Regions from separate parts of the Mus musculus genome. Here all the other regions are linked to region 1. A link is a contact called in public Hi-C, HiCAR-type, HiChIP or PLAC-seq and Micro-C data. All regions are on one chromosome and are shown on one strand. The core of a region is the stretch at or near the end of the contact, and the rest is flanking DNA. Distances in the headings are between cores, read along the strand shown.

Evidence for each region. A called contact is a pair of places that touch in the nucleus more often than the background predicts. HiCAR-type assays count read pairs that join an accessible place to other places. HiChIP or PLAC-seq counts read pairs in DNA pulled down with a chosen protein or histone mark.
Region 2: an H3K27ac HiChIP or PLAC-seq map of SST interneurons shows a contact between it and region 1, with 6 times the contacts expected there. The contact joins the enhancer-like site here to the promoter of Zeb2 in region 1. A contact is called at or near these places in 4 of 39 promoter capture datasets (the 3T3-L1 cell line, cancer-associated fibroblasts, hippocampal neurons and 1 more), 1 of 15 datasets of contacts at CTCF or cohesin (pro-B cells), 3 of 484 Hi-C or Micro-C datasets (3T3-L1-derived adipocytes, adipose-derived mesenchymal stem cells and embryonic fibroblasts), 8 of 115 datasets of contacts at active chromatin or transcription factors (SST interneurons, bone marrow-derived macrophages, cardiomyocytes and 5 more) and 3 of 9 other capture datasets (adipose tissue, liver and pancreatic islet).
Region 3: a contact with region 1 is called in a Micro-C map of muscle stem cells, with 4 times the contacts expected there. The contact joins the enhancer-like site here to the promoter of Zeb2 in region 1. A contact is called at or near these places in 6 of 39 promoter capture datasets (the 3T3-L1 cell line, 3T3-L1-derived adipocytes, the C10 cell line and 3 more), 1 of 15 datasets of contacts at CTCF or cohesin (pro-B cells), 6 of 484 Hi-C or Micro-C datasets (embryonic fibroblasts, forebrain, muscle stem cells and 3 more), 8 of 115 datasets of contacts at active chromatin or transcription factors (bone marrow-derived dendritic cells, embryonic forebrain, embryonic hindbrain and 5 more) and 2 of 9 other capture datasets (adipose tissue and liver).
Region 4: a HiCAR-type map of kidney shows a contact between it and region 1, with 4 times the contacts expected there. The contact joins the enhancer-like site here to the promoter of Zeb2 in region 1. A contact is called at or near these places in 4 of 39 promoter capture datasets (the 3T3-L1 cell line, liver and second pharyngeal arch cranial neural crest), 1 of 484 Hi-C or Micro-C datasets (cerebral cortex) and 13 of 115 datasets of contacts at active chromatin or transcription factors (the 230-238 cell line, the NIH/3T3 cell line, SST interneurons and 10 more).
Region 5: a Hi-C map of uterus shows a contact between it and region 1, with 3 times the contacts expected there. The contact joins the enhancer-like site here to the promoter of Zeb2 in region 1. A contact is called at or near these places in 5 of 39 promoter capture datasets (embryonic stem cells, liver, maxillary cranial neural crest and 1 more), 1 of 484 Hi-C or Micro-C datasets (uterus), 3 of 115 datasets of contacts at active chromatin or transcription factors (embryonic forebrain, embryonic limb bud and neural tube) and 2 of 9 other capture datasets (liver and pancreatic islet).
Region 6: a Micro-C map of brown adipocytes shows a contact between it and region 1, with 10 times the contacts expected there. The contact joins the enhancer-like site here to the promoter of Zeb2 in region 1. A contact is called at or near these places in 8 of 39 promoter capture datasets (the 3T3-L1 cell line, 3T3-L1-derived adipocytes, liver and 3 more), 7 of 484 Hi-C or Micro-C datasets (beige adipocytes, brown adipocytes, embryonic fibroblasts and 3 more) and 9 of 115 datasets of contacts at active chromatin or transcription factors (SST interneurons, acute myeloid leukemia, bone marrow-derived dendritic cells and 6 more).
Region 7: an H3K4me3 HiChIP or PLAC-seq map of craniofacial prominence shows a contact between it and region 1, with 4 times the contacts expected there. The contact joins the enhancer-like site here to the promoter of Zeb2 in region 1. A contact is called at or near these places in 4 of 39 promoter capture datasets (embryonic stem cells, liver and maxillary cranial neural crest), 5 of 484 Hi-C or Micro-C datasets (B cells, Th1 cells, adipose-derived mesenchymal stem cells and 2 more), 8 of 115 datasets of contacts at active chromatin or transcription factors (the NIH/3T3 cell line, acute myeloid leukemia, cardiomyocytes and 5 more) and 3 of 9 other capture datasets (adipose tissue, liver and pancreatic islet).

The regions. Positions count from the first base shown.
Region 1 is chr2:45,111,719-45,115,054 of GRCm38.p6, reverse strand. It overlaps Zeb2 (zinc finger E-box binding homeobox 2), which reads left to right and starts at 1,776. Exons shown (of 10, transcript NM_015753.4): 1 at 1,776-2,232. Zeb2os (zinc finger E-box binding homeobox 2, opposite strand) reads right to left here. Exons shown (of 3, transcript NR_110572.1): 2 at 2,062-2,212; 3 at 968-1,956.
Region 2 is chr2:46,053,380-46,056,715 of GRCm38.p6, reverse strand. No RefSeq gene overlaps it. Among named protein-coding and RNA genes, the nearest start is that of 1700019E08Rik, 360 kb to the right of the region's middle. Within about 2 kb of position 1,590, at least 9 of the 459 cell types and tissues checked have an H3K27ac peak or open chromatin away from gene starts, as enhancers often do. A contact at or near this core is called in SST interneurons and hippocampal neurons, where this site is marked.
Region 3 is chr2:46,020,268-46,023,603 of GRCm38.p6, reverse strand. No RefSeq gene overlaps it. Among named protein-coding and RNA genes, the nearest start is that of 1700019E08Rik, 330 kb to the right of the region's middle. Within about 2 kb of position 1,538, at least 6 of the 459 cell types and tissues checked have an H3K27ac peak or open chromatin away from gene starts, as enhancers often do. A contact at or near this core is called in muscle stem cells, where this site is marked.
Region 4 is chr2:44,241,680-44,245,015 of GRCm38.p6, reverse strand. It overlaps Arhgap15 (Rho GTPase activating protein 15), which reads right to left. Exons shown (of 14, transcript NM_153820.3): 12 at 1,777-1,911. Among named protein-coding and RNA genes, the nearest start is that of Gm52508, 85 kb to the left of the region's middle. Within about 2 kb of position 1,840, at least 21 of the 459 cell types and tissues checked have an H3K27ac peak or open chromatin away from gene starts, as enhancers often do. A contact at or near this core is called in SST interneurons, cerebral cortex, kidney and 1 more, where this site is marked.
Region 5 is chr2:44,271,038-44,274,373 of GRCm38.p6, reverse strand. All of the region lies in intron 12 of Arhgap15 (Rho GTPase activating protein 15), which reads right to left. Among named protein-coding and RNA genes, the nearest start is that of Gm52508, 56 kb to the left of the region's middle. Within about 2 kb of position 1,508, at least 19 of the 459 cell types and tissues checked have an H3K27ac peak or open chromatin away from gene starts, as enhancers often do. A contact at or near this core is called in neural tube and uterus, where this site is marked.
Region 6 is chr2:45,907,501-45,910,836 of GRCm38.p6, reverse strand. No RefSeq gene overlaps it. Among named protein-coding and RNA genes, the nearest start is that of 1700019E08Rik, 210 kb to the right of the region's middle. Within about 2 kb of position 1,741, at least 8 of the 459 cell types and tissues checked have an H3K27ac peak or open chromatin away from gene starts, as enhancers often do. A contact at or near this core is called in brown adipocytes, where this site is marked.
Region 7 is chr2:44,353,927-44,357,262 of GRCm38.p6, reverse strand. All of the region lies in intron 13 of Arhgap15 (Rho GTPase activating protein 15), which reads right to left. Among named protein-coding and RNA genes, the nearest start is that of Gm52508, 27 kb to the right of the region's middle. Within about 2 kb of position 1,757, at least 24 of the 459 cell types and tissues checked have an H3K27ac peak or open chromatin away from gene starts, as enhancers often do. A contact at or near this core is called in adipose tissue and craniofacial prominence, where this site is marked.

The DNA.
Region 1 (3,336 bases), core at 527-3,026:
CAAATCCCAACAACCTACAGATCATCTATAGGTACTCTATCTGTGATAGGGGCAATGGAGAAATTAATTTATCCAATCCTTCTCATTGTAAATGCTCAAATTAGGAAAGAGGAGAGTGTGTAACCAACTGTGAAAATCCGCTTTCTTGCACCCTAGAATGAAATCTAGCTGTGGTCATGCTGGGTGGCTATTACCCTCCCCCCACCACCACCACTGAAAAATAAACATGCAAAATACAAAGCCCTGTAGCTCTGGGAGTGTGGCTGTGGCAGCAGCCCCTGTGGTGGCTTTCCCCTCCTTTGAGTGCAATCGCCAGTGACTCTTGCATTCAAAGTCTTGCTGTAGGCACACATTCAAAGCACAGTTCAAAGCAGTTTATCTTAATATGAGTAAAAGTCTAGTGTTGGATCAGGGTATTATTTGTTTCAGGTCTCTTCAGACTGAAAACAGGGGACTATGACATATTTGACAGTATTAAAGCAGAAAAACTGATAAGAGGCAGCTGTTTGGCCCTCTTCAAACCTCCACCTTTTCCTTTATACTGGAGTCTATAGGCTGTGAGACTGGGCATCTCTCTGTGCTCTCGGGTTCTTAAATACTTTCACTATTTAAAATAATGGGGGGGGGTCTCCTAGTATTTTAAGAAATTAAGCCTTAACTGTTGAGGCAAAACAGTTTCTTCCTTTTCCTATAAATACAGAGCATCCTCAAATTTGGCTGTCTTTATTTACTTCTATATTAGTTCCAATTATGTGCAGTGTAAACCAGCTTTTTGATTAACAAAACAGCAGAGCATTGGTTAAGAACACTTAAACTTCAAAAAAAAATCCCCTGGGAAGTGGGCTCTGAATTGGTTAATAATGTGCAGTACTTGCTAAATTGCTGACTTCCAGATGTGGAAAATATCTTTCTTGTTTAGGACCTATGTAACCTGATTGGATTACGACAGAAGCGTCACGTTGGAAGCTTTTTGAGTGATTATTTAATTAACCATACAGTAGAAAGCTGTATTCTCCAGGAAATCCCTTCCATATTTGCATAACCAATCCCTTCAGAGCAAAGGTGGAGTCTTTTCTTTTTAATTTTAGTTTAATTGCAATATCAAAAATATGCACTTCAAAACTTAGACCCCACACAGTTTAGTGTCACCCTCTTCTTTCTTTCGTCCTAAGTTCCTCTGACCTTTCTCCTTCTTCCTCCTGCCCCTGTCCCCTCACTTTGTAATGTGGTCTGCATGAGGTGTAGAGGGGTCCAGAGATTGGCCAGCATAGTACAGCTCTATGTTAACCTAGAGACCCTTTATTAAAATGCCAAACTTTTAATATAGGGATCCAATCCAGAAAATCTCCCCCCCACACACACACACACATACACACATACACTGCACACTGAGATCCTAAGATGCAGTGTACAAGTAGCATTTCCCTCCCCTAGCTCTGGCATCTTTAAAAAAAAAAATGTAATAAGAGAAAGGGCAAGAATTTAGTTCCAAAAACGGTGCTTGAGGTATCCATACAACTTGACGTGCACCTCAAACCTAGTCACCAGAGATATCTGTATAAGACAAGAGATCTGCATGGAAGACCCGAGAGCTTTCCCTTTAACTTTCGCCCCTTGGAGTTCTCCAGTTCTGTGAATGGTGTGCACCGTTTTCCGCCCAGTACTCTGCAGGATTTAGTGATGAGGATAATGATGCCAAAGGCTTGCTTGACGGGGGGGGGGGGGGGGGGGGGGGGCGTGGAGAAGGGAGGGAGGGAGAGAGGAAGGGAGGGAGGTGGAATTTCATTTCTTCCACTAAAGCGTTTGCGGAGACTTCAAGGTATAATCTATCCCAGATCCTTTCCCAGAGAGAAACTTGGCGATCACGTTTTCACATGATGCTCACGCTCAGGGCGCTTCAATTATCCCTCCCCACAAAGATAGGTGGCGCGTGTTTCAGGGTCTCTCTTCTCTCCCCTACAGAAAAGAAAAAGAAAAAAATGTCATTAGAAGAGGCGTAACACGTCAGTCCGTCCCCAGGTTTGTGTTTCCTGGAGTGGCCGAAAAGAGATCAGTTCTAACCTGCTCGGCAGGAATAACGGTCCTGCCTCCAGACACTCTTGGCGAGGTTTTGTTCAGTTTGCTCCGGGAGCTGTTTCTTCGCCTCCACCTTTTTCTCCCCCACACTTCGCGGCTTCTTCATGCTTTTTCTTCTCACCATTTCTGGCCAAAACTACAAACAAGACTTCACAGGTAGGTTTCCCACCCCCCCCTTCTTTTCCTCCTCTTTTTATCCTTTTTTGGTGCTCTTGCCCCCCACCCTCCCTCTCTAATTTTCTCATTTTGAGTGGGAATGTTAGTCTGAAGTGAGCCGGGTGTCTCTGGACAGGAATTTCAGGTGGTTTTAGCTCTTTGGTGGCAGGCTTTCTTTTCCCAAGAGTGGCTTCTTTGCTTTCTCATGCCTTCCCTTACTCTCTCTTTCCTTTCCTCTCCCTTTTTCCCCTTCCCCCAGTAATTCGCCCTGTACCTGTCCATTCAGGTAACCAAAGGTGTTTTTTGCTACATAGTCTAGGAAAAGTTTTGTTGAGAACTGAATGGCTGGGGTAAAAAACTCATCAAGTGGAGAGTTTCTACTGCTTTGTTCTCACACCGACTTTCAATTCATTATATCAAGCAATTAAAACTTGGCAAATACCTGTTAATAATTATAAAACTTATTCGAGAAAGACCTACCAAATTCGGGAGCAAGTCCTTCTCTTAGATCTGGCAGACTAGTCTAACCTTTCCCACCGGAGAAGGCTGTTTTCTAAGCAGAAACTTGACTGTTTTTGTCTGCCTAGCGAGTTTCATTTCTTTATTTCATTCTTTGTGTGTGTGTGTGTGTGTGTGTGTGTGTGAAGTAACACCTCACTTCTGTGATTATAAATAAAGAAGTGAAAGTTCTCTTGGAACTTGAGTCGTTTACCAAAGTGTATGGGAGAGGGGGGGTCGCAACAGCTGGGAAGAAAACTGCTGTCAGGATAATAGGGTTAAAATTAGGGTAACTTTTGATATTTTATTTTAAATGACCAAGTAATATACACATCGATTTTTCATGGAACTCCTCTCTCTCTCTCTCTCTCTCTCTCTCTCTCTCTCTCTCTCTCTCTCTCTCACACACACACACACACACACACACACACACACACACCACACCACACCACACCACACCACACCACACCACACCACACCATTCCAGACTTTGGGACTGAAAAGTCGGAGTTCAAGAGTCACAGGCACAGTGCTGAGCTCAGCTAACATAAACGTGTTTATCTCCCACCTACTTACATGTTTCACATGCTAACCCTGTAATGATGA
Region 2 (3,336 bases), core at 341-2,840, 940 kb before region 1:
CCATTATGTGGTCAAACAGGTCGGGACATTTGTCGAACACTATTTCTATAAGTAAGCTAAGGTTAAAGCCCCCAAATTAGTTAAGGGTGCCAATGCGCACAGTTTTGAGGCAGACGTATGCCATCCCATCAGCTACTCAGGTAGACATACCATTTGTAAAGATGTAAGGTTTAGCCAAACACCCTGCTTAAAATTTGCACAGTCCCCTAACTACAGCCACCTGGCTTGTAATTACAGACTTTGTGATAAATAGATGGAAGCTTGGAGTGATTAGTTATTGTGTAGAAAGTATTCAACTGTGGGCCACCTGACTTTCACATACTCTGTACCTTCCCTTTCAGGTGATACATCTTGCCTATTAATAGAATAACACCTGTTTCCTGATAGTCTTCCAAGTTATAGAGACACCTATTTATGGCAAAACATCTGGGAGCAAGGTCCTTGTGAAGGACAACCAAATCTGATTCTTAGTATTTCAAAACTCTCTCTTGTAGCTGCTGACGGAAACACTTCAGCTACCTCCACGGCACTCTTGAACGAGCGACAGCAAACAAAGTGAACCCAGAGATAGTCTTTAACTACTGTGGGAGGATTAAGAAAATCCTGCAGCAATAAGGTAAGGATTTTTATTTGATCCCACAGACAAAAAAGCATTTCTAAACCCGCAAGTGAGTGATGGAAACTCAGAGCCAGGGACGGAGTTATGAGTATTTAGAGCTTTCTTCTCACGTTGCCTCAGCACCTGCACATGTTTCAGCTTCTATTTCGGATACACGGTGGCACGGGTCCGGCAGCTACCATGATAAACATGCGGCTAAAGAAACTGGACCATGGCAGGAAATGAAAGTGAAAGTTTGTGGTTGTTGGATTATTTAATACAATGAATGGGGGCCATAGACATTCCTGCCAACAGTGCAACAGTGTCTGTGCAGAAAAATAACAAAGCAATAAAAGTAGTACCAGAAATTTCAGAAGAGGACTCAGACTTCAAGATCAACAAAACCACCTGTTTGGTGCCTTGATTGGAAGCAGTCTCATACTGTGAGGAGCTATCAGCATCAATCCCAGGCTAGAAATTGATGCAGTGCTGAGCATCTTATCCTCCAAGGAAAGGTGGATGAGATACTGGAAATCTGGCCCTGAAGAACTCTGGCCATGTTCAGTATAAACATTCTAGAAAAAAAAAATTAGAGCATAAAACCTCAGATTTCCCTATATCTCTTTAGCAATTGAGATATCTGACTTTAAACGAATTGGTGTTCTGTCTTTCTGCTGGATTCTTTATGATGTAGAAATGATGTTCTTACTTCTGTTCTTCCTCTTAAGTCATGCAAGTTATGTGCGAGGTATCTGAGGGGAGGGGTGACGGGATTTAGTATGTATTATACATAAGCATGTATCCAGCAAGAGGGAAGAGAGAGAGCACTTAATGAATCTATACACAGCCCAGTGTGCTTTTATCTCCTTGTTGGCCTGAGACATCCAGCTCTTTTAAGCCAGAATCCTTACAGTTTTCTCCTCTAGACTTATCGCAGTCTGATTTGCTCTTCTAGCTAATCTAGTTAAACGCCAGCTCTCTCGTTTCCAGCAGGCAGCTTCGCCAATTGCCTCCTTTCGGGTAAGTCCCTCTCAGCTCAGAAAATTGTGAATCTGTGGCGCCTGATGCTGCTTTTCTCCTTGAAATGCTTCTCTCCTCTTTTTGTTTTCCTTTTTTCAAAAGAAAATACGTTGGAGAAATATGGCTGTAATTAGCAACTGACAAAAATATCTGGGCCTGAGCTGAAGTGGGAAATCACAAAGGTTAGTTACTTATTTTCTCATGCACTTACCATTTGTTCCCTATTCTCAGGGAAGTTGAAAGACCTGAGGTTCAAACTTAATAAGGCCCCATACTGTTTCTAAGAGTATTTACAACATGTAAAGTATAAGCCAGAGCATTGCTTATATTTAAATTTGTTTTCACTCATCTGAGCTATTACACAGTATGCCATCCCTAAACCTTTTATAATAAGGAGCACATGCTACTCAGAAATGAGAGGAAATAAAATGTTCAGCAATTTGAGCTCTCTGGTATGGAGAAGGTGACAAAACATTTATACTTACCGGAACCATTGCGATGATTTGGCTCCCACATTAGGCAGGACTGCCTCAGGCACTAACCTCCTGCTACATTCACGTTCCTGGGAATTAGCAGGTGAAGCAAATGGCCTACAGTGATGACAGCCACATCTTTCAAAAGACTCTATTGCACCAAATGGATCCTCCAAATGTAAGCCCTCTTTGCGAACAATATCATTTTTAATGTTTAACTGATAGAAAAGATAATTTTTCTCTTTTGTTAGTAGGAAATTTTCAAGAAACAAAGGACTCAGACATAGCAGACATTCTTCCTCATTTTTAGTTGTCTAAGAGAAATGGACTAATTTATTTTCTACTAGTTTTCTAAATATCTGTTATTGATTTTTAAACTCCCTGATTCATGACAAGGTATATAGAAGAACAATGTGTGGAGGAAGGTGTGACATAGAATTTAATATTAAATTAAATCTGGTTCATATGCATGCAAAACAAACAGAAATGGTTTTCTTCTCTGGGTCATGTCTCTGCCTTGAGTTGCATGTAAAGAGTCCTCCGATTGCTGTGTTGATCGTATAAACAAACAGCTGGGACTCCTGCAATAGTTGTTTTGGTTTAGGTTTTCTCAGGCCTAGTTTTTGGCACTGGGTAAGAAAGAATTCTTAAAGAAATATTTAAAATATAAAAAATATTCACATACATGAAAACCAAGAATTTTTAGCTTTGAATTTTACTTATTATGCTACTTGTTGTGGTTCCTAAAACCCGCCCAGAATATTCTAAGTGAATAAAAATGCACAAATATCACTTTCCAGTCAAATGTTACACTTTGTGTTTCTAACATTCTACATCAATTACTATACCGGAGATGTTAATCTATTTACTGAGTCTAGAATTTGCCTCACCATACTAAAGATCACTTGTGACCCAGGAATACAAAAGTAAGTAAAAAACAGAGAACCATGGTAATTTTGACATTGAGTCTACTATGTGCAATTTGCATGACTATATTCTTTTTAGTTGGAAGTCAAGGGACATTCAAGCCACCACCCTGTCAAGTAGTGTGCCATCCTCCTGAGCCACTAAGCACTGTCTTTGTGCCACTACATTCCTTGTGAATCATTACGTTTTTACAAATTCCCAGGGTGATTATGAGTGTATGGTGTCTATAGTTGGGATGTTATTTGTTATACCCTTAAGTAAATCACTTAAGTTGTCTGAGACAGTGCTGGGATTAAAGGCACCAGTCATAGAGACATT
Region 3 (3,336 bases), core at 289-2,788, 910 kb before region 1:
AAGGTGAAAATGATTCCTTGGCCAAAATCGTCAGAAGGACAGACTTCCCATTTACTTAGAGACCTCAGAATTACAGAATTTTGCTAACCCAGGAAATCCCTCTTACTACTTTTTGCTTGAATTTTCAACACTTTTTATACTTCCTCGCTTTTCTGTTTTAACCTTTATCGTTCTCTGATCTTTATTTGTTAAATGTTATCTTCTCAGTCATATGCTACTCTTCCCACAGAATCTTTTGCGGATACATCTACACCTGAAGTATGATCTTGTTCTCTCCCATATTAAGCCTCTTTTGCCAGTCAACCTTATTAGTATATATGGATAATGAGGAGGGCATTGATGGAGAGGTAAGATAAATGAGGAAAAGATTATGAACGTGAGAAAGTCCATGAAAAGCAGAGTTATCACTAAGACTTATTGGCATCTCTAAAACGCCAATTTATAGTCTAAATAATTGGACGTTATGGTTTACTTGTTGCAATCTCTTTTTTCTTTTTATTTAATATTCTTAACTCTTTTTTTTACAATCCAGTCATTATCTCCATCCGTGTCTGCCGTCATGTCCACTTTAACCTGAAAACATGAGGCTACATGCCTTTGTAAATCATATTGTTTTGAAACTTTCATGACCTCATTATTATTTTTATATTATTATTCTAATTTTTCTGACTTACCCAGTGGGCACGGTTCTCATTTTGATTGCAATGTTTCTTATATTTGCTCCTTTTTGGTCTGTTCATTTAGATACATTGTATTTCTTGAGTCAGCATCTAATGTATGGCAGATAAAATTTTTAGATTACGATTTTAAATTTAAAATTTAAAAAATGTTGGAGAGAGTACTTGATTTGGCACAAAATCTGGGTTCAGTTCCCAGCAGCAACATGACAGCTCAACATTGTTAATAATTCTAATCCCAGAGGATTTGGTTCCCACTTCTAATCTCTGTGAGAACCATGCATGCATGTGGTACACAGACATACATACAGACAAAACATTCACTCAAACTAAAGTAAAAATAATAAAAATATATTAAGTGGGAGAAGTCATTTGTGATATATATATATATATATATATATATATATATATATATCACTTGTGTTGTGTGGCACAGTTATTCCTGCACACATTCCCATGACTATACCCAAAAGTCAATTTGCCATCAGGTAATTATTTCCATATGAAGAATTTTATTAGAAAAAAATCAAAGTGCAGTCTGAAAAGCTATTCTTAGTATTATATGTCATGCATAATTTTCTATAAGATAATATAATATAGTCATAAAGCCAATAAAAAAGTTTGGCTTGAGTGTTGTAGTGAAATCTTATTTTCAAATCAAAGATGCAGAATCCTCATGATGAGTTAGATCAGAAATAAGTCAACATATTTATTAGACCATGTCTTTAATCTTAGTTTTCAAAATGTATCCAAACTGGATTTTAAGCATCTTTGGAATTCGATGACTCACACAGGGAACTTGTGTATGAGGCAGTTTTGACAGGATGCCAAAACAACTGGCCACATCAATCAAAAAATTTAGTTGGGCAATTCCTCCATGCCATGTAGACAATGGCCCAGTTGGTTATACTTTTCATTCCTCCACTGAATACCTTGGCAGCATGTTGACATAAAGGCAGTTTGGCCATTCTTCTGATGAATGTGAGGCTGTGTGTCTGATGTGTATGACCTAAAACTCAATGCTTTGATAGAGATTTTCTGCAAAAGTTTGACAGATTCTCAGCTATTCAAACTTCATGCTTCTTGAAATTCAAGATTTTTGGATGGTCCCCTAGAAGACTGTGATTCAACAAATCATGAGATCATATAGCACAAAGAGGCCCCTGAGAGTGCCTGTGGTCCTGCAGTTGGTTGTGTATATTTATTTCTTGGAGTCACATGTGTTTCTATCCATATATTTATGTTGGTGTTGCCTTCCCATTATGCCAGAAGGTCTTTACAGACCTGCCCTGCTCCTTTGCTTGAAGTCCCCATAGTCCAATAGACAACTCTAAATCAGCACTGACTACTTTCTGAGAGTAGCCTGTGGAAAATTCCTATCATACCACATAACTAGGTAGAATTTACAAGGGTAGCAAAATCCTGGGCCCTCACCTTCCCAATAAATGTACTTTTAATTTAAAGGTCATCTCAGCAGCCACTGGATACATTTTAAATATCTCATGATGTTCTAGGTTTATTTTCAGCACAAGTTTCACTGTTCTTAATTGTAAATTCATATAGTTTTGGAAAGTGTGCCTATGCAGATAGCAGTGATTTACCACAAGAGAGCAAAATCAAAAGCCTGGACTACTTTGGAATATAATGGAAGCTTGACCTTAAGCATAGCAAGAGTGCGGGAGCTGAACTGGGCTGTTGGTTATCATTTCCCATATCCTCCAGTTTAAAGCAAATATCCAGGCCATATAAGATAAATAATTATAAAATAAAGGGGAATAGTAATTATTATTTCTTCCACTAGAACTAATCATAGAGCTAAAATATCTGAAATTTGATTCACTTTATACACACATTTATTTTTACTTTTAAATGGGTTTTTATAATTGGTTTCCAAGTTTCTCAATCTCTTATTTCAAAATTTTATCACTGATCACAAGAAGCAATGTGATAAAGTCAGACATATAGCAGCCTACCAACTTTTTCTTTCTTAAATACTATTTTCTGTGTTTAGGTTCAAAACAAGATAAAAAGAGCTAGTCTCAGTCCATAATCTTGTATACACTATTGCATATTTGCTCTACAAATTTTCAATTTAATTTGAAATCTTTGGTATTCATTAGTGTTTAAAGATCCATCAAAATGAGAATACAATTTGTATTTGTTTAAAGTTCTGTATGATACAAACAAAACCAAGTACTGAGAAGACAAAGAGATTGTTGGTCAGGGTGAATCACTGTCCACCCAAGTCTGAAGAGCTGAGTTTGATCCTTGGTGGCCATGAAACACAAAATCAAACAAGCCAGATGTAAGCCTATAACTGAAATCAAAGCATTCTTACAGCAAAACATTCAGCAAGGACTGGAATCTGGAGCAGGAAGCACACAAGAGTAGACACAAAAGAGTCCTTGCATTGATGATGTGGAAGGCAGGAACAGATTCCCAAATCTATCCTTGGTCTCCATATAAACAAAAGCACTAATAGAGCAGACTGACTAAAACACATACAACATTATTAATAATTAATAGCAAAATCAACTGTTGAATTTAATACAATACTTAAGTATTTTACTATAAGGTAGTATTACACTTAAGTCAAGAAAATGTTGAGGCTGCCATTGTTGAGTATACAGTCTTGCTAGGGCACTGGTTCTAAATTTGA
Region 4 (3,336 bases), core at 591-3,090, 870 kb after region 1:
TGTCTCCTCTCAGCTGTTCAGTTCTAATCATTGCCTGTATTGCTAAAACTAGGTCCAGTTCAGGTTTAACTCTAAAATATCTTAGAAATGACCACATTTCTTGCAGGGGTTCAAAGGGCACATACCCAAATGAGCTCTGAGGACCCGTTTTCCATATGCTTAGCCCATGGGAATGGCTCACTAATATCTTTGGAATCATGTAAACTAAAGGAAGTAGGAAGCCTAATTGATGGGTATCTTATACAATATTCCCCTGCTCAGCAAATATGCCGGTATGTTTCCAGATGAGATAATTGTCACTTAGAAGTATAGAGGTCGAAATGTGGCATGCATACTACTAAATATACACAATTAAGAAAGGCGTCTGCACAGAACTCTTTACAGTTTCCCAGGTTGCTCTCCCAGTGTATGCGCATGTATGAATTTAGGACATCAGACTGGTGAATGGGATGCATGCTTGCTTACAAGTTCTTTATTATTCCTTTTAAGTTGTAGGTTAGGGAACCTAAGAACTATAAATCATTCCTCTCCAGAGGGATTAAAACTCTAGGCTTACCCTAGCCCCCAGTCAGGAATACTCTTATGTCCTTAAACAATAGGCAGACAACAAGACAATCTGAAACTGTGAGCAGGCTGAAGGAGAGACTGGGAGGGAAAACCCTCGTCTTCATACTATTGATTTCATTTCACAAAGCTTTAAAAGTGTGAAGAATTTTTCCCAGTGAAAAAAACAAGACTGAAAGGGCACATTGAAGGGCTTTTTTTTCCAGCATTGGCCCCCAAGTCCTCACTCCTACTACTGGGAACCCTTCACACACAGCATCCAAGATCAGACCTCCTAAGTGGAACATTTTTCCTTGGAGATTTTTCTTGTTGGTACTTTAATTAAGCTCCTGCCAGGCTTGCAAGGTTTTTAATTTTACCTTTCTTTTTTCTTTCTTTCTCTGTCCTTCTTATATCAGCCTGCTTGCCAGGAGATGTTTCCAAGCTGTCACAATTATAGGAAATGTACCCGATGATATTAAGCTTAGTGATATTCAAGTGTTTGTTTTTCCAAGTATCTACAGCAAAAGTTTCCTTACAGGAAGCTATTTCATTCATTCATTTATTCATTCATTCATTCATTTGTTCATTCATTTGTTCGTTCATACCATTTCACTTTAGATCATCCCTTTTATAAATGAGAAAGTAATACATCAGCAAGAGAAGTTTCATGGAGTACCCATTCCAGGAAACCTGCTGACACTTAACCTTATACATTACCCAGAAGCCAACTCTAGATAGTTACTGTTGTTGGTGAGGGAACAACTGAGGGAGCCAAGAGATGGAACTGATGATTTAACACATATTTAATGAAACACAATATTTAATATATTTAGGTTCCCTTGCAAGATCTCTTTGTCTGCAAACAGTGCAATTCTGAAAATATCAAGGCAGGGACTGGGAGTACACGCGTTGACCCTATAAACCAGATTGCAAGAGAAGCTATTTTCATTTGAGAAAGCTTAAATTTGGTGGCCTTAAATAGATCTCTCTCTCTCTCTCTCTCTCTCTCTCTCTCTCTCTCTCTCTCTCCCTTTGGTCTGAATAATTTTGGTTTTAAAGCTCAAATAATATTGCAGGGTGAGAATAAAACAAACCACCCAAAATGACAAAACCTAAGGCTACAGATACGAGCACGGGGCACATATTCTGTTCTCTGTGGTCACGATCGGTATTGATCTCACTATTGTAAATAATTTCACCACACCCGGCTTCTTTATGGGGTATACTTACTGATCGCCTCCACAAACCGCTCAAAGAAACTGTAAGGGAAGAGCGGTTCAGACAGCTCCCGGAAAAACATCTTCAGTGCTCCGGTGACGACGTGGATGTCCTCCCACTGGCTGTCATCCAAATTCAGCTTCTCTTCTGGGAAAACACGAGGAGAAATGGAACAACTGGTTTTAATGAAACAATTACAAGACACTAATTATTATGTTAATGTTTGCCTACTATCATCAGCAACCGTTAACAGCCTTCTGCACCTAGAGGTTTGGTGCTGTGCATGAATTTTTTTTTCTTCCCGTTTTCTGTAGGAAGGGAACATTTTCAATGGAATACCATCTGTAGGAATGCAGCTAACAAAAAACAAGGGACACAAAGAGACAGTACCATTGACACAGTATGTCAGATACGGTTATTCCCATAATGCATCAGTATGAAAATTAGCATCACAGCGCAACATGATTCAAAGCTATTTGGTTTTGAGGCCGAGGGGCTAAGAGTTGCCAGCGATGGCTGGCTCAAGGGACAGGCCTGAAGGCCTTGCTGAGCCAACAGGAGACATATGCTAAACATGGCAATAGAAAACGAGTTATTGCTTTACATGTGTTAGCCTTGCTATGTACAAGGGAATAATGGCTAACAATTTTATTTTTCTTTCTCTTTCTGTCTCTCTCTCTCTCGGTTTGACTCTCTCTCTCTCCCTCTCTCTCTCTCTCTCTCTCTCTCTCTCTCTCTCTCTCTCTCTCTCTCTTCTCCTGAATGTAAAGTCAGCAAGGAATAGAATATGGAGGAGAAAGTAAATTAATTCCTTCTTACTGCTTCAGAAATATTTTTCTTCAGTTTTCATCTCAGTGAGAAAAATGTGCCCAGCAACAATATTAGACAGACCCCTGTTGGCCTATGCAGGCTATGCAAAGCTGCCAAAATGATAACAAACCACAAATGCTAACCAACTCTTTGGAAGTAACAAAAATATTTGCTTGGGAAGCCTGAGTGAGTTGCCACAGCGACACACTAAAGAACTTTGATGCCAACATGAATGCTCAGTAGCAAGCGAGTGTGCTAGGTGCCTCTCAGGATCCGTTGACTGTCAGTAGGGAGATCTGAGATCATTCTCAGACACAAGGGATGATTGTTGTCTAGAAGTGGCATCTTTACATATAATTAAGAGGATGCAAGTTACTATGGCATTTCTGCTCATCTATAAAATAAGCAACATAGAAGTGATTTTTGATTTTGGACTTAAGGAAGCACAAAGTTATCAGTTACAATACAGTTAATTGAAAATTCTTGTAAGAGCTTATAGGTATTTGGCTAACTGGAACTTTTTCTCTGTTTTGATGCTGTCTGAGCTCATAGTCACAAGCCCCCCTCCCGCAGTGTGAGCTCTATGAGTGTCTAGGAGCAGTTTGCACCAAAGTGGGGGTGGGGGGAGAGAAGTAAGGGAAGCTGAGAAGTGTCACCGTGGGGGATTCTCTGCAGGAACTGTTTTGCTAATAGTGTTCATATCCTTTTAAAAATATTAGCCCACACCACTATCAGATTTATTTTTTTCGAGTGGACTATTAT
Region 5 (3,336 bases), core at 259-2,758, 840 kb after region 1:
GGAACCTCTGCAGTAACACTACATTCAAATCAACAATTTCAACTTGGAAATGTAAAAGGTTTTTATGATGTATATTATTATCTAGATTCTCATATATTTACAAGGGAGCAGAATTATTTTACAATATAGAAGTCTGAGAGAAAAGCAAACCCCAAACCCAACCCAAGGACACAAAATACAATTACACAAAACATCCTCATGCCCAGAGCCTGATTCTCAGGTTCTGACAGGAGAAACTAGATGGGAGACTTTCATGCTTGACATAAAAACACCTACTACATCACTTTCAAAGAACCATGAAGTCTCCTGAATGGAGAAAAGCTTTTTTTTTTCTTTTCTGAAACAAGGTCTCACTGTGTAGTTCTGACTGGTATGAAACTCGCCCTGTGTACCAAAGTGGCCTTGAACTCACAAAATATTCACCTTTCTCTGCTTCTCAAGTGCTGGGATTTATATGTATATATCACCAAATCCAGCATATTTGTTAATTAAATGTAAAAGAAAAATAGGCTTTTCACACATAAGCTTTTCTTAACCCTGCATTTAAACTATTAGGATATGCCCTTTAAATTTCAACATTTACATTTTTCTGCACATGCCTATAAATTATTAGGACAGTTTCTGCATTCTATGGATATTTCACAATAACTCTTAAGTAAGGCATAGAAGAAGCTCAAATAAAGAAATCAAGAGACAGGAAGCCATCTAAGTAGTAGGGCAAAATGTAGATTTTTTTTTTGTCCTTTTGTTACAGAGCCTCAAATACTGTAAGTGTCTAGCCTTATGCAGATGTAGAAGACTCCTATAGAGTTTAACAATATGAGTAGGGAACCATGTAGTTTAATTATACATGCAGGGAACCATGTAGGTTTTGGAGCACCAATCCTCTGAGTGGAGGGATATTTTGAGGATTAATGCATAGTCTTCTTGGGCTGTAGATTCATATAACTATTTTGAAAACAGTGACCCCCCCCCACACACAGATAATGAAGAGGGATGTGTGCATGAAAACATGGGACCCATTTTCCCCCTTTTACATCAATGAGAACCGTTGGGCATGGTTAGTCTTTCAAGAGAGAGTTATACCTTACATAAAAAAAAAAAAAAAAGTACAGTGCAAATCTTGGATGGCTATGCTTGATATCACCAGTTATTTGGCAACTTTATTAAAAGTTAACATGACACAAATATGATGTACATTAGCAAACTGAGATAAAAGAGTTCTGACGGACAGAATAAGAGCAGAATTAAAGATGGATTGTTTTCCCCAAATGATTTCTCCCTGGCTTGTCCTCTTATAGTTACGGCTTGGAACGCCTTCTTTGTTTATAACTCAATGATTCACATACAGGCAGCACTGCAGTACCACATAAAATAACTATAATAATTTGGTGTAATTGGAGAAGAATGTGTTTTTGCAGAATGAACGGAACAACCGGGTCTTTAAACGCGTTCCTCCTGTTATCCCTCAGTCAGCACTGCGATGGGAGCCGGTTCTAAGTATACCCTCAGCAGAGAGCCGCTGTCTGTCTCTCTTAAAAACTCTTGGGTGATCTCCTCATTAGCCGTGCTCAACTGATTGCTTTAAAATAAGAACTGAGGTTTCCCATCTCGTCAAGTGGAAGCTAATTTCCTCTTTTACACATCTACACACACGTGTGTTACAACCACCACGTGGATTGTATATGCTGTACTGTAACATACTCTAGCTGTTCAAATCTGGGCTAGCTTGGTTCGTTAGCACGCTAGCATTGATTATTTTTTTTTTTTTTTCCACCTTGTGATTTTTTTTCCTCTTAACATTCCTGAAGGTGAATTCAAATACCGTGTTTTCTTTTACAGATTGAATCTGGTTTTGAAGTTTTAAGAAGTCGCTAGACAAATTCCGACATCCAAGATATAAAGTTTTACTTGGGGCGGGGGGGGGGGCGGGGGGGGGCACAGAGGGAGAAGAGTAGCAAAAGAGTAGGTGGGAGAAAATGAACTCAGCCTGAGGAAACTGATTACTTTTTATCTTGTGCCAATCTCTTTCCTTTTCCCTTTCTAGTCGAAGTCAAAGGAATCTAATTTGGATTGACCAATAACTGTGTGAATATGAAACTTCAGTGTGTGGCCGGCGTGTCTATTACATTATGCTACTCTGCAGTAGACACACAGGTTTCAGATTCCCCTGCGATCCAGCGGGTGAGTGTCTTCCTCCTCCAGTCTCCCGGATAGACAACGCAAAGTATAGCTAGTTGTCATATACAGACCTGAAAAATTGTTCCCAGCGTATATAATTCCCAGACCAGGCATTACACAACCAGAGTTTAAAATGTCACATGTAAATCATCCAGAGTTAAGCTGCTTAGGAAACACAAACCATTCTCTAAGGACATATGAGACTAGAACTTCAGAAGATGCTGTCTCACTGTGGGATGGCAGAAAACAGCGGCTCGCAGACCACCCTGGTGTGTAGTAATCAACAATGCAGTGGCCCACTTTATAAAGGCGTCAGACAGTCTGTAAGCAAAAAGGCAGGGCCTCCAACTGAGACAGGCCCTGCTAATAAGTGGCTTCAAGTAAAAAAGAAGAAGAAAGCCAGCTTTTAGCATATGCAACAGGTCGGATCATGGACTTCTTTTTTCCTTTTGCCAACTACCTTCTTTCACACAGAACAGCTCCATCATGAGCCTTGTTCCCAACACAGGGGGCCCCACATGTTCTTACCCCCACTTCTCTCATAGCCCTCGGTACCCTGCCCATTCCTTTGCTGGGCTGTGAATCCTCGGAGAACAGCACTGGGGACTGTCTGTCTTGTCTCTCTTTTCCCCTTTAATGCTTTCTTAAGAAGTTATTCAAAACACAGTCAGCACACGTTGCCGAGTTCCAGCACTGATCGTAGCTCCCTCAGACATGTTGGACAAATTGTTTTCCTTCAGTGTCCTCACGAACAAATGAAAACAGTGGAGTTTTAAACATTTTTGCAAAAGTTTAGCGTGAGAGACTCGGTATTTGAAAGAACAAATGTCGGGGATGTAGCTGAATGGTAGAGAACTTGTCTGTCACAACCGAGACTCTGGATTTAATTCCAAGCACCACAGGAGGAAGAGACAGAGCGTGCTTTTTCAGAGCGTGTACGTTTGTGTCTACCAGGGGTGTAGGTATTTGTTTCACTAAAAGCTGAGTTTTCTGAATAACGTAATTGTCACTTAAAACACAACAGTAGAGTTCAATTTGTTTTACTCTTTCAGACAGATTCTATAGTTTTAGAAAATCATTTGAAAGAATTTCGTCGACTTGGGTGGCTTATAGAACGCAGCCATACATGAAATGGACCAAAGCAGTTAGTCCAGG
Region 6 (3,336 bases), core at 492-2,991, 800 kb before region 1:
AAAACTGTATATGCCCCAGTACAGGGGAACGCCAGGGCCAAAAAATGGGAATGGGTGGGTAGGGAAGTGGGGGGGGGAGGGGGGGGACTTTTGGGATAGCATTGGAAATGTAATTGAGGAAAATACGTAATAAAAAAAATTAAAAAAAAGATAAAGCGTGTCCACCATTAAACATTTGAATCTTGAGCAGACTAGCATGTCTTGGTTCCATTATTTCTCAACCCACCTAGGCTCCCTCTTTTCTTTCAGTTCCAAGATGCATTCCAGGCTCGAACCCGGACATGAGAGCCGCAGGCCGGCCCCAACACCCTCCCTTACCCTCTCCCACCAAGTTCCCTCCCTTCATCTGCCTTCTATACTATTTATTCCCCCTTCTAAGTGGGATTCATGCATTCTCACTTGGGCTTTCCATCTTGTTTAGCTTCTTTGGGTCTATGGGGTATATCATGGGTATCCTGTAATTTATGGTTAATATCCACTTAACAGTGATTACATATTATGCACATCCTTTTGGGTATGGGCTACCTCACTCAGGAAGATTTTTCCAGTGCCCTCCATTTGCCTCAAAAATTCATGATGCCCATGTTTTAAATAGCTGAATAGCATTCCATTGTGTAAATGAGCCACATTTTCTATATCCAATCTTTGGCTGAGGGATGTCTAGGTTACCACGAGGTTCCATTTATTAATTGTTGATCTTAGAGCCTGAGCCTTTGGTGTTTTATTCAAAAAATTATCTCCTGTACCAATGTGTTCAAGGCTATTTTCTACTTTCTCTTCTATTAGATTTAGTGTATCCAACTTTATATTTCTTGATCCACAAGTTCTTGAATTTTGTACAGGATGATAAATATGGATATACTGACACTAATAATGAGACTCTATTATGCTTCCAGACATGAGCCTAGACAAACTGTCCTCTGAGAGGTCCCACCCAGCAGCTGACTGAAGCAGATGCAGAGACCCACAGCCAAACATTTGATAGTTTGGAGAATCTTGTGGAAGAATTGGGAGAAAGATTGAGTAACCCAGAGTGGTCCACAAGAAGACCAACAAAGTCAACTAATCTGGAATCTTAGGGGCTCTCAGAGACTAAACTACTAAACAATGGACATTCATAGGCTGGATCTAGCCACCCCACCCCCACCCCCCACCCCTCACCAAAGACATTTATGTAGCAGATAGGCAATTTGGTCTTCATGCAGGTCCCCCAACATGCAGGTGTGCCCTTGACTCTGTTGTATGTTCATGGATCCTGTTCCCCCAACTGGGTTACCTTGTCTGTCTTCAGTTGGAGAGTTTGTGCCTAGTCTTTCAGTGACTTGATGTGCCAGTGTAGGTTGGTATACAAGGGACCCTCTTGTTTCCCAGAGGAGAAGGAGAAAGAGAGAGTTGGGTTAGGAGTTGTAGGGGTAACTAGAAAGAAAGGGGAGCTACAATTGGGATGTAACGAAAGTAAATAAATAAGTTAATGGAATGAAAAAATAAAACAAACAAAGAAAAACAAAACTTACTCAGATAACTTCCAAAGTATGTCTAATTTTTAGTAGTTCCTAATGTATAGTTCAAGTCCAAGCTTTTAATGCAATATACTCAGACTTCTATTTTTCTGTTTCTATGTTTTGTTTTACTTTAGGAAAGACAAGAAACACAATCTTGGAATAATCTGCTAGTATCCACTTCTCCCCTAATTTCAATGCTAACTCACGACCTTTCACACAGGCTTGGGCTTTTCCTGGCATTCAACTCTCCAGTTTCATATGCTGATGTGTCTTTCAGACTTGCCTAATCAGATCTTGGCCTCCTTTTACATGAACAGCCTAGATCCAGGGATAAGTACTTGATCTAATTTTAGCCTAATAGACAATAAGGTTCTTTGCAGATGTTTTTGCTTGAAAATTTAAACTGGGATTTTTTTTTTCAGCTACAATTTTTGAGAACATGAAACATGGGGAACTGGTGGCCAATGGACCACTCTAACTGTAAGAATATACTGATAGTGGAATGTATTGACAGAAGGAAGCAGCACTAAGAGATGGAAATCCTCCTAAGAACAGGAAGTATTTAAAAAAGAAATCCTTTCTGGACTTCTGATTTATCACACACACACATACACACACACACACACACACACACAGTGGTAGAAAATAGATGCAGATGCAGACACACATAAACAAACACACACTCATGCACACATTGAAAATGTCCACACAATATGTAAGACATAAGTTTCAAAGACCATAAGATATACATAAATAGTGATCTAAAATAGTATTACAGAGCAGAAAGGCATCTACAATTTACTGAAGTGTGCTCTGACATGCTCAAATGCCCAGGACAAATAAGGCAATTACAAAAAATGTTCCTTTAACTGAAGTACTAGAATGCATCAGTGGAATTTGCTAAGAGGAAAAGCTATAAATAAAGAGGCAAAAATGAATGGATATGAGCTTTGTAAAGATCTTGGTAGTGATGGAAAGCCTTAGATAATATTATCTAAATGTGTTTGAACAATGAGATAGGATCAATAGTTGACTTATAACTGTGTGTAAGAATAGTGTTGCCTTTTTAAAAACCTTTGCTGCTGAGAATATCGGTTGCCATTTCAATCTAACATTAGTTATTAGGAGGTGGAAGTAATGTCCAAGCAGATGGTTGTCAGTAAACTGATGACTACAGTTATGGATGTGTGTCCAAATACAATCCTCAGAATTTGGTATGCTACAGAGATTCCTAAATGTGACTGCCAAAATAAATCTGGTCTGGAAAATAATTTTGAGGATTTTACCCTCCTAAATTTTTTTCCTAGCATTTTAAGAGAAAGCTATTTGTAAGAAACCGAAATTACACAGATATAGACAATTACAGTATTCATTAGAGCAACTTTCAAGTTTCTTAAAGTCATTGAGGAAAAGGTACCCCAATACATACCTCATGTCGGTTTCATCAATCCCATCCACCATGTTTATTTATTGTAAAAGTATCTTTTATTCACTAGATGTAATTGCCATCTTAGAGGCTTCCTGCTGAGTAAGTTCACCCTTTCTAGCTTGTATTGATCTCTAGCTGGCTGGTTCAACTCAGCTCTTCTAGTTAAACTCTCCTCTAAGCTGACTGATTCAGTCTGGCTTTGCTCAACACCTCACTGTATTGTTCTGCTTGGCTTCAAACTAACTCTAGCAATGTGTTCTAATCTTCTGGACCCCGATCCTTCCTCTTCCTTAGCTTCAACTGCCTTTGCTTACTTGCACTGTACAAACTGCACAACCTGAAAAGAACTCATGAACAGACTCAAGGGCACTGCATACTGAACTCAGCTGAATGGACTGATTCTAC
Region 7 (3,336 bases), core at 508-3,007, 760 kb after region 1:
GAGGAGCACACTGTTGAAAGGACAAATGGTCTAGCCGTGGTTAGAATGATGTGCTGGGGCTTCGTGGATAAAGCCAAGCATGAGGACAGGAGTTTGCCTTTCCAGAACCATAGAAAGCCGATGTGGTACTGTGTAGCTGTAAAGCCAGTGAGTCTAAAGGAGATGGGAGATGGAGATGGGAGAACCACCAGACAGGCTCTGGCCAGCTAATCTGGCGTGGGCAGTGGCGAGTAACAGATTCTGCCTCCAAACAGGACAGAAAGGACTGACGTCTAAAGTTCTCCACTAACTTCTTCATGTATGCTATGGTGCACACACCTGTGCATGTGCAAGTACACACACACACACACACACACACACACACCTCTAATATCAGCTACAAAGTGATGATTGTACTACAATTTGATTACAGAGAGAGGAGAGATGTATAAAGGTGCTAAGGAGAAGAGGGTCAGTGGAGTCTCACTTTTGTGCTTACACTTTTGTAGCTTGTGTGGCGCCTCGCTGCACTGCCTGACGTGGGAGGATTACTCATATCACAACACTCCTGATTTATAGCAGCTCAATTAGGTTAAACAGCTTGACTCATTTCAGTTGGATAAGAAAAATCCGTGTTGAATCTGAATCCTTGCTATGCAGTGAACACAAACTCATGCTCATTATTACTTATGGAACTTTTCTTTATGGATGAAGTGTTTCTCAGCCAAGTAGCGGTAGTCACCCAGCTGATGACCATAAGGAAAGGCAAACACTGTCAGTAGAATAACATCCTCAGCCAAGTGTTTATGTTGGATACATATACAATACAGAACTGTTCCTAACTAATGAGACAGAGTGGCCTCCCTAAGTCTCTCCCTTTGTATTATTTCTTGCCACCCATGTGTTGAGTGAAATTTTCTCAGGACCCAAGCCCCATAGAACTGGCAAGTTCTGCTTCATTGCAAGCTGGATTTATTCTTTCTGTGTCCAAGTGAACATCATACATCAAGTATCTGTGAGGTAGCTCTGAGTACAATTGTGACCCAACTGTTAATGTATCGCTTCCAGGGATGATTAACTCATGCAGAGAATATTTTAAACAATGAAACGATCAGGATTAGACAATATTTTAAAACATTATTCATAGTTTTCTTTGGGGGGGGTTATATCCACCCAAATCTATGGGTTCATTGTATTTGCAAAAAGCACTTTTTTCTTTCTTAAATTATCTCCCACTCCAGGCAATGTAACACCTAATCTTTTCTACTGAGAACTTGACTTTCTTTCATGTCTACACTCCAGCTTGGCTTGGTTTAGCTTTCCTTTAACCTGCAATCTAGAATTTTCTTCTTTGGTGGCTGAAAGAATGTCTATAGACCTTTTAAGCATGGTCTTGATGCATTCAATACCAAGCTAAAATATCTGTTCAGATGCTAGGATAGGGCATCAGCTCCTGGGTCTAGAAGCCAAATTCTTCTACTGTTCCCTGTGCTCAAAGCCTACTTGCAGTCCCTTCTTGCTATTCTTTCCTTCATTGTCTCTTCGTTTCGAACCAGATACCCCTTGTCTCTGCATCCTGAGCTCCGAGGCAGCCTGTCCCTCTCCTTTTCCCGGTCCCAGCTCACTTAACCCCTGCCTGGGTCAGAGCCCCAGGCCCCTGGCTTTCCTGGCAGGAGAATAAAGACAGCTGGCAGCGAGAAAGTCTGTGGAGGAGAATATGAGCATAGCCGTGGTTCTGGCTCTGCTGCCTGAGAACTCCCTCTGTCAGGGACCGGCATGGGCTTCCCACACTTACTACATGGACAGATGTTTTCAATTATTATCCCTGACAAGCCTTCAGGCCAGGTTCCGTTCTGATTGGCTGTCTCTGGACTCTGAGGAGAATAAAGGAAACTGAGGCTAGGACACCAAACCCCTCAGTCATCGCTTTAATCATGTTTCTCCGCGGCAACCGGTCGAGTTGGACCTTTCTCCCAGCGCTGGAACCTTTTTGTAAACAGAGACTGGATTTCCTTTGAAACCTTTCTTTCATTCTGGTTTTAACTTTTCTGCCAATAGTTCTTCTGTCATTACAAGGGAGCGAGACATTTGTCATTTCTTAACCAATCCTTCCCTTTTGTTGTTCTTCCAGAATGTTGAGTACATACCAGGAGACAGTGGGAGTTGTAACTTAGAGGAATGGAACTTGAAAGCATTGGACTTCTAGACTTGTCTGTACATAATCTTCTGCAAAAACAACCTACGTGTGATCTGGGAAGGAGCCCATTCAATGTTTCCACTCACTCTAACAGCAAGGTTCCCTCCCTGAAGTCGGCAACCACTTTCCAGATCAGATTTGCATGAATCATTTTGCCAGGGCCACAGGAGACACTGGTCTAGCACAGCTCTTGGGCTTCGCCTTCTATTTCCACAGTAGACACACACAAGTAGAATAATGGTTGCACTTGCCCCGATTCCCCTGTGTATTATTGACTTTGATGTGGCTATGACCAAAGTATGGAACTGAACAACTTAATGAAAGAGAGGTTAATTTTGATTCATGATTTCAGAGGGTTCAGTCTATGGTCTTTTGGCTTCATGTACTGTGGGGGATATCACAATGGTGGGTGTCTATGGATGAGGAGATAGACAGGAGGTGGTGGTGGAGAGGACACACCAGGGAAGATGTAACATATAACATTTAGGAACACCTCTCTCCAATGAAGTTGGGCCTCAGTGCCCACCTCTTGAGATTACTTCTAGAGTTTGGGATGGAAGCCAAGCATTCGATACCCAGGGGTCATTCTATAGTCAAGCTGTAACATCCTGATTGCCTTCCTTTCTTTATATTGCCTTCCTTCCTTTCAGAAGGGTGTCCTGTGATCAATTCATCTTTCTCTGACAATTCGGTGACAACATTAGCAATAAGGAGGACCGGCGATGTGGCTTTCAGAGACCTTAGGTAGGTCTTTCTTCCACACTCTCTTACTCAGTGGGCTTTGCTATGTTTGGTACAGTGGGACCTCACTCCTCCTGCCTCTAGGAAGCTTCCTAAGTTCATTTTTACTTCCTTTTTTTAAATGTCATATATCTGGATAGAAAGAAATGTTTTCAAGATGCTCCAATGTTTCTACACATTATGTTCTTTGATGTTCTGAAATTTGTTTTGTGTGTGGTCCTTGCTCTTGTACTCAACACTGCCTTGTTTCAGCTGCCATTTTAAAAACAATAGCAGCAGACACGCAAGGCTCTGTATTTAGTGAGACAGATTAAAATCTATAGCATTAGTTATTAAGGACCCGAGTCTCCATCTTATTTCTGAAAAATGTGTCCTTGACTTTCGATCTCTTCTTTATTTTAGGCCTACTGATAGAATAT